Regions from separate parts of the Mus musculus genome. Here regions 1 and 2 are each linked to region 3. A link is a contact called in public HiChIP or PLAC-seq and Micro-C data. All regions are on one chromosome and are shown on one strand. The core of a region is the stretch at or near the end of the contact, and the rest is flanking DNA. Distances in the headings are between cores, read along the strand shown.

Evidence for each region. A called contact is a pair of places that touch in the nucleus more often than the background predicts. HiChIP or PLAC-seq counts read pairs in DNA pulled down with a chosen protein or histone mark.
Region 1: a contact with region 3 is called in a Micro-C map of the HL-1 cell line, with 3 times the contacts expected there. The contact joins two enhancer-like sites. A contact is called at or near these places in 11 of 39 promoter capture datasets (the 3T3-L1 cell line, 3T3-L1-derived adipocytes, cranial neural crest and 4 more), 2 of 15 datasets of contacts at CTCF or cohesin (the NIH/3T3 cell line and large pre-B cells), 14 of 484 Hi-C or Micro-C datasets (the C2C12 cell line, the HL-1 cell line, Sertoli cells and 9 more), 2 of 115 datasets of contacts at active chromatin or transcription factors (the 3134 cell line and large pre-B cells) and 1 of 9 other capture datasets (embryonic stem cells).
Region 2: a FOXA1 HiChIP or PLAC-seq map of pancreatic cancer cells shows a contact between it and region 3. The contact joins two enhancer-like sites. A contact is called at or near these places in 1 of 39 promoter capture datasets (the 3T3-L1 cell line) and 2 of 115 datasets of contacts at active chromatin or transcription factors (differentiating embryonic stem cells and pancreatic cancer cells).

What each region holds. Positions count from the first base shown.
Region 1 is chr7:89,836,132-89,840,852 of GRCm38.p6, forward strand. All of the region lies in intron 7 of Me3 (malic enzyme 3, NADP(+)-dependent, mitochondrial), which reads left to right. Among named protein-coding and RNA genes, the nearest start is that of Ccdc81, 65 kb to the right of the region's middle. Within about 2 kb of position 1,895, at least 58 of the 459 cell types and tissues checked have an H3K27ac peak or open chromatin away from gene starts, as enhancers often do. A contact at or near this core is called in the HL-1 cell line, the NIH/3T3 cell line and granulosa cells, where this site is marked.
Region 2 is chr7:89,771,359-89,775,838 of GRCm38.p6, forward strand. All of the region lies in intron 3 of Me3 (malic enzyme 3, NADP(+)-dependent, mitochondrial), which reads left to right. Among named protein-coding and RNA genes, the nearest start is that of Ccdc81, 130 kb to the right of the region's middle. Within about 2 kb of position 2,108, at least 76 of the 459 cell types and tissues checked have an H3K27ac peak or open chromatin away from gene starts, as enhancers often do. A contact at or near this core is called in pancreatic cancer cells, where this site is marked.
Region 3 is chr7:89,609,633-89,613,882 of GRCm38.p6, forward strand. No RefSeq gene overlaps it. Among named protein-coding and RNA genes, the nearest start is that of Me3, 21 kb to the right of the region's middle. Within about 2 kb of position 1,744, at least 32 of the 459 cell types and tissues checked have an H3K27ac peak or open chromatin away from gene starts, as enhancers often do. A contact at or near this core is called in the HL-1 cell line, the NIH/3T3 cell line, granulosa cells and 1 more, where this site is marked.

The DNA.
Region 1 (4,721 bases), core at 645-3,144, 230 kb after region 3:
GTTTTTTTGTTTGTTTGTTTTGTTTTTTGTTTTTAAACAGTCTCTTGTAGCCAAGCCTGCTCTCAAATGTCTATTCCTCTTGCCTCTACTTCCCAAGTGCTGGAGGTACAGCTGAGTGCCACCATGTCCAGCTATTTCCCATCACCTTGGTCCCGAGGAATTCCTTTGTCCTTCAAGGCTCAGCTCAATGGGTGGCCTGCCCGGGAATGGTCTGGTTTGGGTACCTATGCAGGTGCTCTTCGCCATCTGTTCTTACACTGGTCCATTCTGAGTGGTGTGGTGGTTATCACGTTCACCTCTCAGCGATTGGTTCTACATGACTGTAACAAATAACTGAGAACACGGCTTAAGGAAGGCAAGATTTCTTGTGCTTGCTGTTTGAGAGGTTTCTGTCCATGATCCTCTGGTGAGTCTGAGCATCATAGCAGGAGTTGGGGCAGAGCTGCTCAATGGCAACAGAAAGTAATGAGAAAAGAGCAAAATGGTCTCAGGACCAGATACATTCTTGAAACGCATGCCCCTGGCAACCATTTTCTCCAACCGGCCCCCGCTTCCTAATTTTCATCATTTCTAGCATCATCCTCAGATTCTGAGTCCATCAATGAACTCACTGATGAATCAAAACTCTCATGATCCAATCACCTCTCAATGACTGGATCTACCAAGGGCCAACGATGTTTCAACACGTGAGCTTTATAAAAGTGCATCATATCCAAACCGGTGAACTTTAGATGCTTCTGTTGTATTCTCTGCCTCTCCCTAAACATCAGCTTTTGCAGTCAGGAACCATGGCTTACTTATTTTTGATCCCCAGTTCTCAACACAATGATTGGCACATTGTAGTAAGAGTGGTACGTGATATCTGCACGTACAAACGACACAGTCATCATCCCACCTCTCCCTGGAGAAAGGCCATGCTGGCCCCTGCTTTGCAGCCTCTCTTTTCTGACCATCATGCAACTTCACCACATATCTGCTCATACATAATTGCATATGAATGAACAATTTTTAATTAAATCAATTCATTTGTTTAAATTCATTATTCTGATACACACACACACACACACACACTCACACACACACAGATGAGATAGAAATTTCCTGATTTTTTTCTCAGAAATTAAGACTGAAGTCATGAATTTAGAACTCCTGAGAAGAGCTGGTAGACAGAACAAGAAATGACAGGATCTCCATCAGATCATCGCAGCCTTGGGTGATCACAGCCCAGTATGTACATGCACCCTTATAACTAATCAAAATGTGAGGAGGTTGGCATGGAACACACCCACGTCTTTCTTCAAGGGAAGATACACTGCCTTCACTGATGCAGACAGAGCCTCAGCGGCAGAAATTCCCTAAGTGATGAACGGTGTCTATTCACTCTATCCCTGTCCTGGACTGAGCTTCTAGTGAGGTTAGTTGAGGATTTGAGGTCTATAGTGGGTCTCAGTATCCTTCTCTGCCTCTGTCCACACAGCCACAAGCTTAGACAGGTATAGTCCATCCCAGGAAAACATGGGAATAATCTCAGAACTTGCCTGTGACCCACATACTGAAAGGACTGGAACAAAGTGGCCCCCGTGGAAATAAAGCTATCACCATTCTGCCTGCTTTCAGCATGAGCCCTGCCTCTTACATCAGTGGAACAGGAAAGGATGGAACAATGGTTCTCAGGAGCCCCCCACCCCCAGGCTGAGCTTCTAATGGGCTCTACTGTGCATGGGTGTCAAGCACCTCGTTTGTATTGTCTGAGTCACAGACCCCATGGGGCCCATGGGGTTGAAGTCTGGAGCCACAGCACAAAAAGACTTCCTTCTGTTGGCCTCCTCTGTCCTCACCCCAACTCTGGCTCACAGGAATCCCCAGCCCAGGCTAGGCTGGCTGGTTCTTGGTGAACAGGGCTACCAATGCTCTGACTCATCGCTGGCAACCTCTTCAGGAATTTTGGAATAGGCAGAGGCTCAGGTGACTTTTGTTGTTTCAGCTGGGAACATCCCTGCTCTTAGGGGAGAAGAGAGAGACAGGAAATGGGGACGGGCAGTGAAGTGGTCATGCTGCAGACAGATTAATTTTGACCTTGGGAAGGATAGCTTGCACGAAAGAAGTCAGGTACAGAATACTGCTGATCGAGTGACCTTGGGCCCTGTCCTCTACTGCAAACTAACCACATAGTGAAACTAACTCATCAACTCCAGAACACACTGCACAGGACCAGCCTCACCCTCTTAGTCCTTCTAAATCTTCAAGGACTGGTCACCTGAGAGGATGCTTATATCCTATGTCACCTCTTCACATTTTTGTTTGGTCAGTTTTTTTGTTTGTTTGTTCTCCAGATAGGGTGTCACTGTGTAGTTCAGGCTAACCTTGAACTTGAGGTGATCTTTCTGCCTTCACTGCCTTTCTGCTGCTTGGAATCACAGAACTGCATGCCTGGTACTCCGTACTTTCAAGTGTCAGTGAATGGGCCAGAATATTTAACAGACATCAGATAGAGATGGGTCTGTCTCTGAATCGTCACTTTTCTGCTCTGTGATTGTAGCCAAGTGGTATATGTTCTCAGAGCATCCTTTACCCCTCCTCTGAAGCGATTTAGCAGCCATGACTAATGATTAGCAAGTATCAGAGCAGCCTGTATGCTCCTCTCAGGCCAGCACTTACTGCTGTGAGTTGAAATTACCCATGTTGCACTAACTGGGGGTGTGGTGGGGTGGGGTGGAGTGAGGTGTACAGGAACAGCCACGCTGAGGTTCTAGTTCATGGTCCCAATGCTAATATTTTGAGTGCACAAGGATGGAGAGGAGGGAGGGGAATTGAAACCCAAGATAGAGCATTGTCGAAAATGAGGGGAGTGTGTGACTGCAATGCTACTGAAGTCTGATGAGGAGGGAGCCATGGGCGCCATGCTTTCCCACACTTTTCTGAGGTGATCTGGCAGTGCCGGCCTGTCTTGCATTGTGGGGTTTCCCTGCAGCCTTGGTTCTGAACATAAAACATGCTAACTTTGCACTGTATGTGCCATTCTAACATGCAACACCAACCCAGGCTGCCTGAGCTGCCCGGGCTCAGCTTGAGACTGCTATCTGCCCCAAACTGCAGTGTCTCTGCTGGCTTGTATTAATTTTTGATTATTGCACACTCAGAAGCTTTTGATGGTTGCTATGTTTTTCTGAACCTCCACTTCATGACTCCACGTGGGGTTACAACTCATGGTTTCATATGGTGTGCTCTAGAGCACGCTGGGACTCTAGAAAAGTTCCCTTATGACACAGGGCACTGCTGAAGTGGTCTCAAAAACCTTGCAGGGTGTCAGGAAAGAGAAATCTGACTCTTCTGAAGTGACGCTGGTAGCTCCTAGAGAACGAGCCTATATTGTGGCCCTTTCTGCATTCAGTGCCTTTGATGGCCTCACTTCAGCCCCCAATGCGTGCAAATGAATCCATGGAGGCAGTGGGCGGCTGCTGTGGGAAAGGGATGCCGTGAAACATGACAAAGGCCTGCTTGGCTTCATAGAAGCCACTTAGTCCTCAGAGACCCAGAGCTCCACAGGCACCTCAGCCAGACCTTGATCAGCCACCTCTTCCTGTCCCTCTAGCTACCAGCTACTGTCGCTGTCACCAATTCCTCCTGAAAGCTGTTTAGCAGATCAACTTGGTCAGATGTGATTGTTAAAAGGAATATTTTCAGCCTGTCCTTTTGTGCCATTTCCTAAACGTACGGCCTCAAGTCCTCTGTTTGCAGGAAGTGTAATTATGGAACATTCCCACTGAATAAGAAAGTTTGTTTATCTTTCATCACGAATGGGAACAACCAGTTCGCATCACTTGTGGGCACAAGCCAGGCTCTCCCACAACCCTAGACTCTCAGACTTCTTGGGGTGGTTACCTCCAAAAATCTCAGCAATTTTCCTCCTCTCCAATTTTAAAATTCCAGGCACAGAGTCCAAGAACTGACCCACCCCGCCCCACCCGACAACGGGAGTTAATGGTGGAGACAGTAACTTGCCTTGTCAAGCTCCTGTTTTATCATTTGGGATCTAAGAACTAATCCCTGGGAGCTTTCTCTCTTGGGTTCTGATCTGGAATTAAGAGAGTTTGCACCCCTGCCCCAGAGTGAGGCCTTAAGAGCAAGACCCAGAAAGGTGACTATGAAGAAGCAGCTGAAGAGACGGCCTGTAGATGTATATCCCTGGAGCAAAATTCAGAAAGAGTTCTCCCAAGGAGTGATGGGCAGCAGTGCCAAATACTGCTAAAAGGTTAAGGCACAGGAAACTGAGAAATAACCAGTGAAGTTGACAAGGAGGAGCTGCCCGGTGACGCCGACAAGAGGTGAGCCGTTCACTTCTGTCCACTGGATTCCACAGAGACAAAGAAGAAAATAAATGGAGGCCATGGTCACATTCAGCCCCTGGAAGAGCTTGACTATAAAAGGCAGTACAGACCTGGGTTGGGACTACAAGGCTCTCTTTTTAAGAAACAGAAGTTTTACAGTGTGTTTACGCACTGATGGGGATGAATCCAGCAGAGAGGGAGGCACTGAGGATAAAGAACAGAGGAACGAACTGGAGAACAAATCTCATGGGTTCCTGAGAACGAGATGCCGTGCAGGAGGTGGCTTTGCCTAGGACCTCCACCGTCTCTGAAGGGATGGCAAAGGCTGTGGAATGAGGCAGAGGGTCTGGAGACCTGTTGAGAAGGCTCACAGCTTCTGGGCAACTGTTGCGT
Region 2 (4,480 bases), core at 858-3,357, 160 kb after region 3:
CAACGACATCTCAGTAGGTAAAGGTGCCAACTGCAAAAGCCTGGCAACCTGAGTTTGAGCCCCAGAGCCCACACAAGGGTGAAAAGAGAGAACAGACTCCACAAAAGTTGCCTTGTGACCTCCACATGAGCACCACCACCCCTCAACGATAATAAAAATTGAAACAAACAAACAAAAAAGCCTTGAATTTCTTTAGTTGGCATCCAAATGAATGTAATGCACTAAATCTGCAGATCAGCAAGTTTTTCGAGTGAAAAGGAAAAAGCAAATCATAATTGTATCAAGACAAACAGAAACCAGAATATGCAGTCACCCCATCTCTGAGCAGAGACAGGAAATTCAATGTCTCTGGGGGGATCTGACCTATACTCTTCTGACAAGCTTGTCTAGCACAACTTGAAACGTATCAAGAAGCTGTTTTGCCACAAGAAAATCAAGAAGAGGGAAGACCAATGAATGGATACTTCATTCCTCCTTAGAATAGGGAACAAAATACCCATGAAATGAGTTACAGAGACAAAAATTTGGAGTTAAGATGAAAGGATGGACTATCCAGAGACTACCCAACCCGGGGATCCATCCCATAATCAGCCACCAAACCCAGACATTATTGCATATGCCAGAAAGATTTTGCTGAAGGGACCCTGTTATAGCTGTCTCGTATGAGGCTATGCCAGTGCCTGGCAAATACAGAAGTGGATGCTCACAGTCATCTATAAGATGGAACACAGGGCCCCCAATGGAAAAGCTAGAGAAAGCACCCAAGGAGCTGAAGGGGTCTGCAACCCTATAGGTGGAACAACAATATGAACTAACCAGTACCCCCAGAGCTCTTATCTCTAGCTGCATATGTAGCAGAAGATGGCCTAGTCAGCCATCACAGGGAAGAGAGGCCCCTTGTTATTGCAAACTTTTTATGCCCCAGTACAGGGGAACGCCAGGGCCAAGAAGTGGGAGTGGTTGGGTAGGGGAGCAGGGCAGAGGGAGGGTATAGGGAACTTTTGGGATAGCATTTGAAATGTATATAAAGAAAATATCTAATAAAAAGAAGAAGAAGAAGAAGACGAAGAAGAAGAAGAAGAAGGAGGAGGAGGAGGAGGAGGAGGAGGAGGAGGAGGAGGAGGAGGAAGAAGAAGAAGAAGAAGAAGAAGAAGAAGAAGAAGAAGAAGAAGAAGAAGAAGAAGAAGAAGGAAGAAGAAGAAGGAGGAGGAAGAAAAAGAAGAAGAAGAAGAAGAAGAAGAAGAAGAAGAAGAAGAAGAAGAAGAAGAAGAAGAAGAAGAAGAAGAAGAAGAAGAAAAGAAGAAGCTGTTTTGCTATGGTGCTGTGTTGATGTGCATGGATATCCTTAATCGAACAAGGTGGATTTAATGACTCCAGCTTCATTCTAGAGATGAACAATCCAGGTTGCACTGGATCTGAGGTTAAAATCCAAGTCTGTCTGGCTTCAAATCCAAGTTATTACAATGGTTCCAGGGACCTATGTGAGCCCTGATAGATTGTAGACAGTTAGCCATAGAGTTTTAGTAGTTATGTGATCGATCTACTGCTTTCATTTTGCAGATGGGGAAACAGATTGAGAAAGGTCCAATAATCTCACAAGCCTATGGCTGGTGGGAAATCTCTCCTGCCCTGTCTTCACTGCTCCAGACCCACATTCAAGGAAGGAGAAAAAGAGACTGGCCACCTAACGGAATACTGTGCTTATACAGTTGCATAAGTCCACACCCCTGGGAATCACTGGAAGCGGGCGGCACTATGGCTCTTTTTGTAATGCTGAATCTACTTAAGGAAACCTATTCTATAGCAGCCAGGAGGAGAAACAGGAAAAGAAATGGCCAATTGGCTTTCTGAGTCAACTCCACCTTTTCACGCTGAGATTTAGCTGTTCCAGTATTCTACGCTTATCTTTAACCCTCCAATAATGACTTCATTATTTACTCTATTATGCTATATTTTTTTTCTGATCCTAAATTAGAATGCCCTCTGGACCAGAGACAAATACATTTGTCCTTGCATCCCATGTGCCCAGTATTATGCTTCCCACAAACCATACTACATGAAGCCATGCCAGCTAAAGGTAATGATTAACCTTAAGTGTGCGAGTTCAAGATAATTCCTACCCACTCCAAGGCCCAGTCTCTGGTGTCACTTAGATAAAAATCATTGCCTGTGACTTTAAGCCTCACACCCAAAACAAGTTCACTCACTGTTCACTGTCATCTAAGAAGGTCAGAAGGAAAGGGGCCCTCCATTGGGTGGGGATGGGAACACACCCATCTACTTCCTTTGTAAAGTCCCACCTCAGAGGGAAGTGGACTCCAAACAGGATGGGCAGTCCAGGGTACAGGAAATAAGCTATGGCGCTTCAGGGTGCTTAAATAAACTGTTCCTCAAGAGTGAAAGTACAACCAACAATGGAGTGTGAGTGACCCCCCACTGACACCTGCCCTGTCTGTAGGCACCCTGTCTCCCACTGCAGCCAAGTCGCACACACCATGGGTCTTGTCTTCCCTTCACAATCTGTAGGTATCTGGTCTGCAGAGTCCCCAATGGGTTCAGGGTTTGCAGATCCCGTTCCTACGTGTCTTAGATTGTTTCTCCTGTATGCAGCTGACTTTAACAAAGTGCTAATGGGCTTTAAAAATAGCTTCTTGTGGATTTTTCAGAGGACAGGCTGCCTTCCAGCCAAAAATGTGTGGAATGGTGGTTTTCTGTCAACAATGAGTCTTTGTTATGGAGTTGAAAGTGCAGGTCCCTCCTCCTGAGCCCACTGCAGAGGTTTGCCTGATGCAATTGACCCTGTTTTAATTAAGTCTTCCTTTTGTGTTGGACTCAGTGCCAAGAAGTCTAAATGAATGCTATGGATTTCAATGGGTTTTGTTGTTTGGGGTTGTCATTTATTTCCAAGTCTATTTTAGGACCTGTGTAAGGGTCATTCCCTTGCAAAACCTCAAGATAAGGGTTAAGAGACTTTTTCTCAAAAAAAAAAAATAACATTCTCAAGAGTGAACACTATCTTTGTTTTGCTTTCTCTCCAATGTAATTGAATTCTCAACGTCAAGAAAATTTTCCTGCCTCCTGATGGAAACTGGAGACAAAGATGTAACTCACAGGCCTCCATAGATGGGGGAAACTTCACCTGCATTTACCCTCAGGAAACTCTAACAGATCTAGCTTAGTTGGCAGAGTACTAGCATCTATGAAATCCTGGATTTGTTCCCTAGCATCATAACATCTGTAATCCCAGCACACTGTGGGGAAAGGTAGGAGAATCAGGAATTCTAGGTCATCCTCAACTACATAATAAGTTTATTAGAGGCCAGCCTAGACTGCACAAGCTCACTTTGGCACTACTCATGCCATGCCAGGAAATTTCACCAAGGCCAACTTGGCAACTAACGCCAAACAGTTATCACTCTTGACCTTAATCAGAGCAGCCTCTCCTCTATTTCATGAAGTGTGATGAAGACAGAGACCTATGAGTTCACAAGGTGCTAAGCATAAATAAATAAAAAGTGGAGTGCTTAGCCCTAAACAAGGTACCTATATCACCCCTCCAAGACTCAGAGAATATTGTGCTATAAGAGCCAGAAGATAGGGAAATGAACTGTAAAATGCCTTCTACTGGGCAATACATAGCCACTGCAATCATGAGCTCTCAGCAACTGTAGATGATTGCACAAGAATGGACACATTAGCAACCAGACAAGAGCAGAGAAGAGAGACTCAGCATGCCCTACCTATCATGGCTGAACTGTTTCCTTCTAGCAGATTCAAGGAAAGGACAGTCATTGCCATTGGTTGTGTACCCACTGGTGACCCTACCATGAGCCAACAGATATTCATCTGATGATTGTACAGATTAGGCCAATTGAGTCACACAGTAAACCAAAAGTCATTAATCTGGGAAAGGGACAGATTAGGGAGGGGGGTGAGTCTTGACAAATGTTTGAGGAGATAAGAAAGGGTAGGGGAAGAGAGTAACCAGAATGTGTCAAAACTGTCTATTAAATTATCAAAGGACTAACTTAACAAGAAGTAAAAATTAAAAAATGAAAAATAATAATGAAATTTTTTTAATTTAAAATTGGGAACCATGTGGAGAAGGAATTGTGATGACCACTATTCAGGGCTAGAATACAAAAATTTGGAAACTTGGCTTCTTCAAGTCCTAGGTTTTGTTGGAATAAGTTATCACAGGCTAAGTGGCTTGGGACAACAGGACTTCTGAAATCAGGGTCCTGTTCTCTTTGAGTGTTGGAGGACAGCATTCCCCTGCCCTTCCAGGCCTCTAGTGTTTACTGGCAAACCTTTGCTTTCCATGCCTTACAGACATAGGGGCCAATCTCCGCTTCCACCTCTGCATGTCCAGTCTTCCCTCTGTCTGGCATTGTCTTTCCTTCTAATAAGGCCAGAACTCTTCTAAATAAGGCCCCACCAAATGATACCATCTTAATTGACTATTCCACAAAGACACCAT
Region 3 (4,250 bases), core at 494-2,993:
CTATATCTGAGAATAAATTCCACACAAAAATGAGTACTGCAGAAGAATCTCAGGGGGGGTTCAGTGCCTTTCCCTTCTCAGTCTCTTACAACTAGACATTCTTCATGGACTCTAAACAGAAATCCACAGTCTCCCTGGGATTTTTACTCTCCAGAAATGACACGTACAAAACATTGAATGTATTTGTCACAGGCCTACCAGGTTAATGTCTTTTGTGACAGGGGCATTAGCCATGATCCTTATGTATGAGGTCAAGGAAAGGCATTACATCTTTCTGTCATTACTAGGCAAGCTCCTTCTAAGAGGTAAGGAGACAGTGGAATAGAAAAAGGCAGGAGTTTTTCCCAGGGTTTGGACTGACTGCTCCATCTGAACTCACTGTGGTGACTATTCCCAGTTGTCAAGCTGACTATATCTGGAATTTTCTAAAACCCAAGTGGCTAGGTTCACCTGTGAAAGATTTATAGACTTAGATTTTTTTCAAAACCTACTTTACTTAGGGTTCTTAAATGCCTCAACTTTCCTTCCACCAACCAGAGGTAGGGGGAAAAGAAGGTTAATAAGGAAAGTGTGTTTTGGCCAACTAGAATTAGTTTCTTGGGAGATTCCACTCTTCATTGTCAAGATACCAGCAGTCCAGTTCGATAGCAAACACCAAACATAAATCAATAGCAGCGGTGCAATCCAGCAGAAACAGCAAGGCTCCACCAAATCATCTCACTGGAATAAGCTGGAATACCATGGGAAGTTCTTGGTCGCGTTTCTCTCTACAAAGTGAAGACCAATGAGAAGACCAGCAAGCATTACACAATATAACAATGCAGTAGCCTCCTCTCACTGTTTGTATGTTACTCTATGTTTCTATTTATATTCTTTCTAAACATCACACACCGTCTTAAGTGTCTTGTTTTCAGCAAAACCTCACATGCCCTCTTACAAGACAACTTCCAGAAACACATCACAGGACCCAATTGAGTTGTTAAGAAGCCAGAAATTTCCACATTGGGAATGTTTTTTTCCTTACTTAAATCATTTGAAGTGAAAAGACCCACTTCCAATTCTGATCTTCTGGGGTAAGAGAAATCCATCTTTAAGCATGGCCATACCTTCTGCCTGCAGACTCTATAAAGACAAGGAAGAAGGGAACTTTTGCTGGTCAGCTCTTGCACTCACTGGCAAGTCCTTTCCTTTCCTGGCATTAGAGCCTACACCTTAGGGATTCTGGTGTATACTGAAGTCCAGCTGAGACATCCAGCCTGATTTACCAAAGAACTACCAGATTCTTGAACCTTCTGTTAGTAGACAGCCATTGTCGGCCTAGCTCGACCATAGCCTGGAAGCCATTCTACTAAATCCCCTTTATATACATGTATTCTGTAAGTTCTGTTCCTCTAAAGAACCCCAATACACCCAGCAACAAATAAGTTCCTGATTGTCAATACAATAGCAACAGTAGCAATCCACTGTGTATCCTAAATTATCTGGAGTATAGGTCTACAACTCTATATGATTAAATGGGTTAGCTATGGAATTACACCATTCTGTCCTGAGGATTTCTCAGTCACTAATAACATTTGACCATCTTTGCTTATGTACTTACGGCCTGACCTCCAAATCATTCTCAAAGAAAACCCACCCCCGAAAAATCAGCTAATAAGGGTGCTGTTGTGGGGAGGTTCTCTTCTGTGGTGACAGTGCATGCCAGAAACCAAAGAATATTTTTCTACAGCGCTAATAGCTAGAAATGTGATTCACCAATTAAAGACTGGAAAACACTGGCCTCTTTCATAAGGCAAATGCTTAGGACGTTAATCAGCCAAAGTCATCTTATTCTGTGGCAGACCTGGCATGGAGTCAAGACTCAAGGGAGAAATTCCAAACATGAGCAGTTGGCATGAAAGTGGGTCCTCTGTGCGCAAGTTTTACGCATTAATGATATTGCTCTGTCCAGGAAGATGTGCACGTTATCACAAACTGAAGTGACCCTCCTTCTCAAGGTAACGCATAAACTAAAATATTAACAGGTTAACAATGCCAAAACATAACCGGGCGTGGTGGCGCATGCCTTTAATCCCAGCACTCAGGAGGCAGAGGCAGGCGGATTTCTGAGTTCGAGGCAAGCCTGGTCTACAAAGTGAGTTCTAGGACAGCCAGGGCTGTACAGAGAAACCCTGTCTCGAAAAACAAAACAAAACGAAACAAACAAAAACAAAAAGAATGTCTCTTTAAAAAAATGCCAAAACATATTCATACTCTCATCAGTGAATATTACTAGTCAGATGTTAGCACTACCCTTAGTAATAATTTAGAATCCCAGGTTTCTTCCATATTGGAACTTCTCCATTTTCAATACATCTTCCAAGGCTCTTTTCTGTAAGGAAAGAACATTGAGGGTGGCAGCTAGAAGTTTCCAGGGACCAGGCTACAAGTAGCTCGGATCATTTTTGTAACATTCATTTGGCTACAGCCTGGTATCTTGGCTACCTACCCTAACTTCAAGGGAGCCTGGAAATGCCATAAAACTGATCAGGAAGAATGATAATAGATAACAGGTGTCATGAAGTGTCTGACATTACTCTACAGTGTCTGAAGTCACCATAAATAGATATGTAATTTGCAAAGTCTCTTCAGAACTTTCAGAAGACCATCCAGTATAGCTTACCTTGCCTCTATATCATGAACGTAATAAGAGCAAGGTTGCTGATGCAGTAAAGAGTAATTGATGATCTAGTGAGATCACCACCAAAGTTTGTTCAATTATTTTTGCTCCTTATAAATTAATGCATTTATAAATTAGTGAGATCTTTTCTTTCAAGTAAATAAGCAGTGATTTTGTTGAGTCCGAACAGACGAGATCTTCTACAAAGTCAGGCAAAGAGTATCAAAGAGGATCACATGCAGAGCAAAAACACATGAAGATGATGATCTTCGAGTATTCTGGGCAATAAGAAAGGAATCTGGATGTCATAATTATAGTAATACTTCTGTTTAAAAATATTAACGCTTTAGAAAAGCTGATGTGACAATTTTGGGAAATTTATTAATGCCTTAAAAATCTTGGTGTCTTATTAAAAATCCCATTGAGGCGGGAAATACACCGTTACTTCTAAGTAAATATGTTTTGTATATGCAGGCTCATATTAACACCTTATCTATTAGTCAGTTTGTTTATTTTTTTCAAAATTTCATTTTCAAGATGCAGAAGCATTAGGATTGCATTCAATAAATTTAATGAGCAAGTAATAAAGCCTTTCTTTAAAAAAATAATTTCAAGGCATCAAATTTAAGTAATTAGAATATTTCACTACATAGTATCCTTAAAAACCAACATTATTAACATATTCACTGTAACTGTACAAAAGTGGAGAGACTTAAACATATTTAAATTTTTCTTATGCCTAGAAGAAATCTCTGACTGTGATGTGTTTGGAAGCACGTGTATTTATGTTTTATTACTCGCATAAAGTGCAATTTACCTCTGCTTCACTGGAAAAGGAAGAGAGATTTGGTTCTAGTTGTTTCTGTGCTTGTTATAGCTTGTTCTTCCTTTATGTACCTATTGCTTTTTCTCTTCTTTACCAAAAACCATGCATCACACTCTTAGGCTTTAGAACAAACAGAGCCGCATGAGAACCTTCCTGCATTCATGGTCTGGCCAGAGGGTTATACAGGCTGCATCATGCATTTGCTCAATGACTGGTACTTTTATTCTCTATAGTTCTATTGCATAAAGCATTAGAAAGTATCAGACTTAGCAAAACAGGCTTAAAGTAAATTGTAAACTAGAATAAAAAAGGAAACTATATACTTTTACTTTTTTGTGTACCTCCATAGAACTCTAAACTTGAATGTCCATTGTTGCTTTTTTCTCTTTTTTTTTTCCATTTCTTGATTTCTTTTTTATTAATCATTCCATTCGTTTACATCTCAAATGATCTCCCACGAGATCTTTTCTTTACCATTGGAGTGAATTGCTGATAACTGATGAGTAGCATGGTTCTCAGACACTTATCCAGGATTAGTAAACTATCTATAAGCTAAGCAATTATTTGCCTAGGGAGTCAATACAATGTGTTGACTATGAACAGCCTGGAGTTTTGTTTAAATTCTGTCACATACTATCTGTATTTTGTTTTGTTTTGTTTTGTTTTGTTTTGTTTTTTCGAGACAGGGTTTCTCTGTATAGCCCTGGATGTCCTGGAGCTCACTTTGTAGACCAGGCTGGCCTCGAACTCAGAAATCCGCCTGCC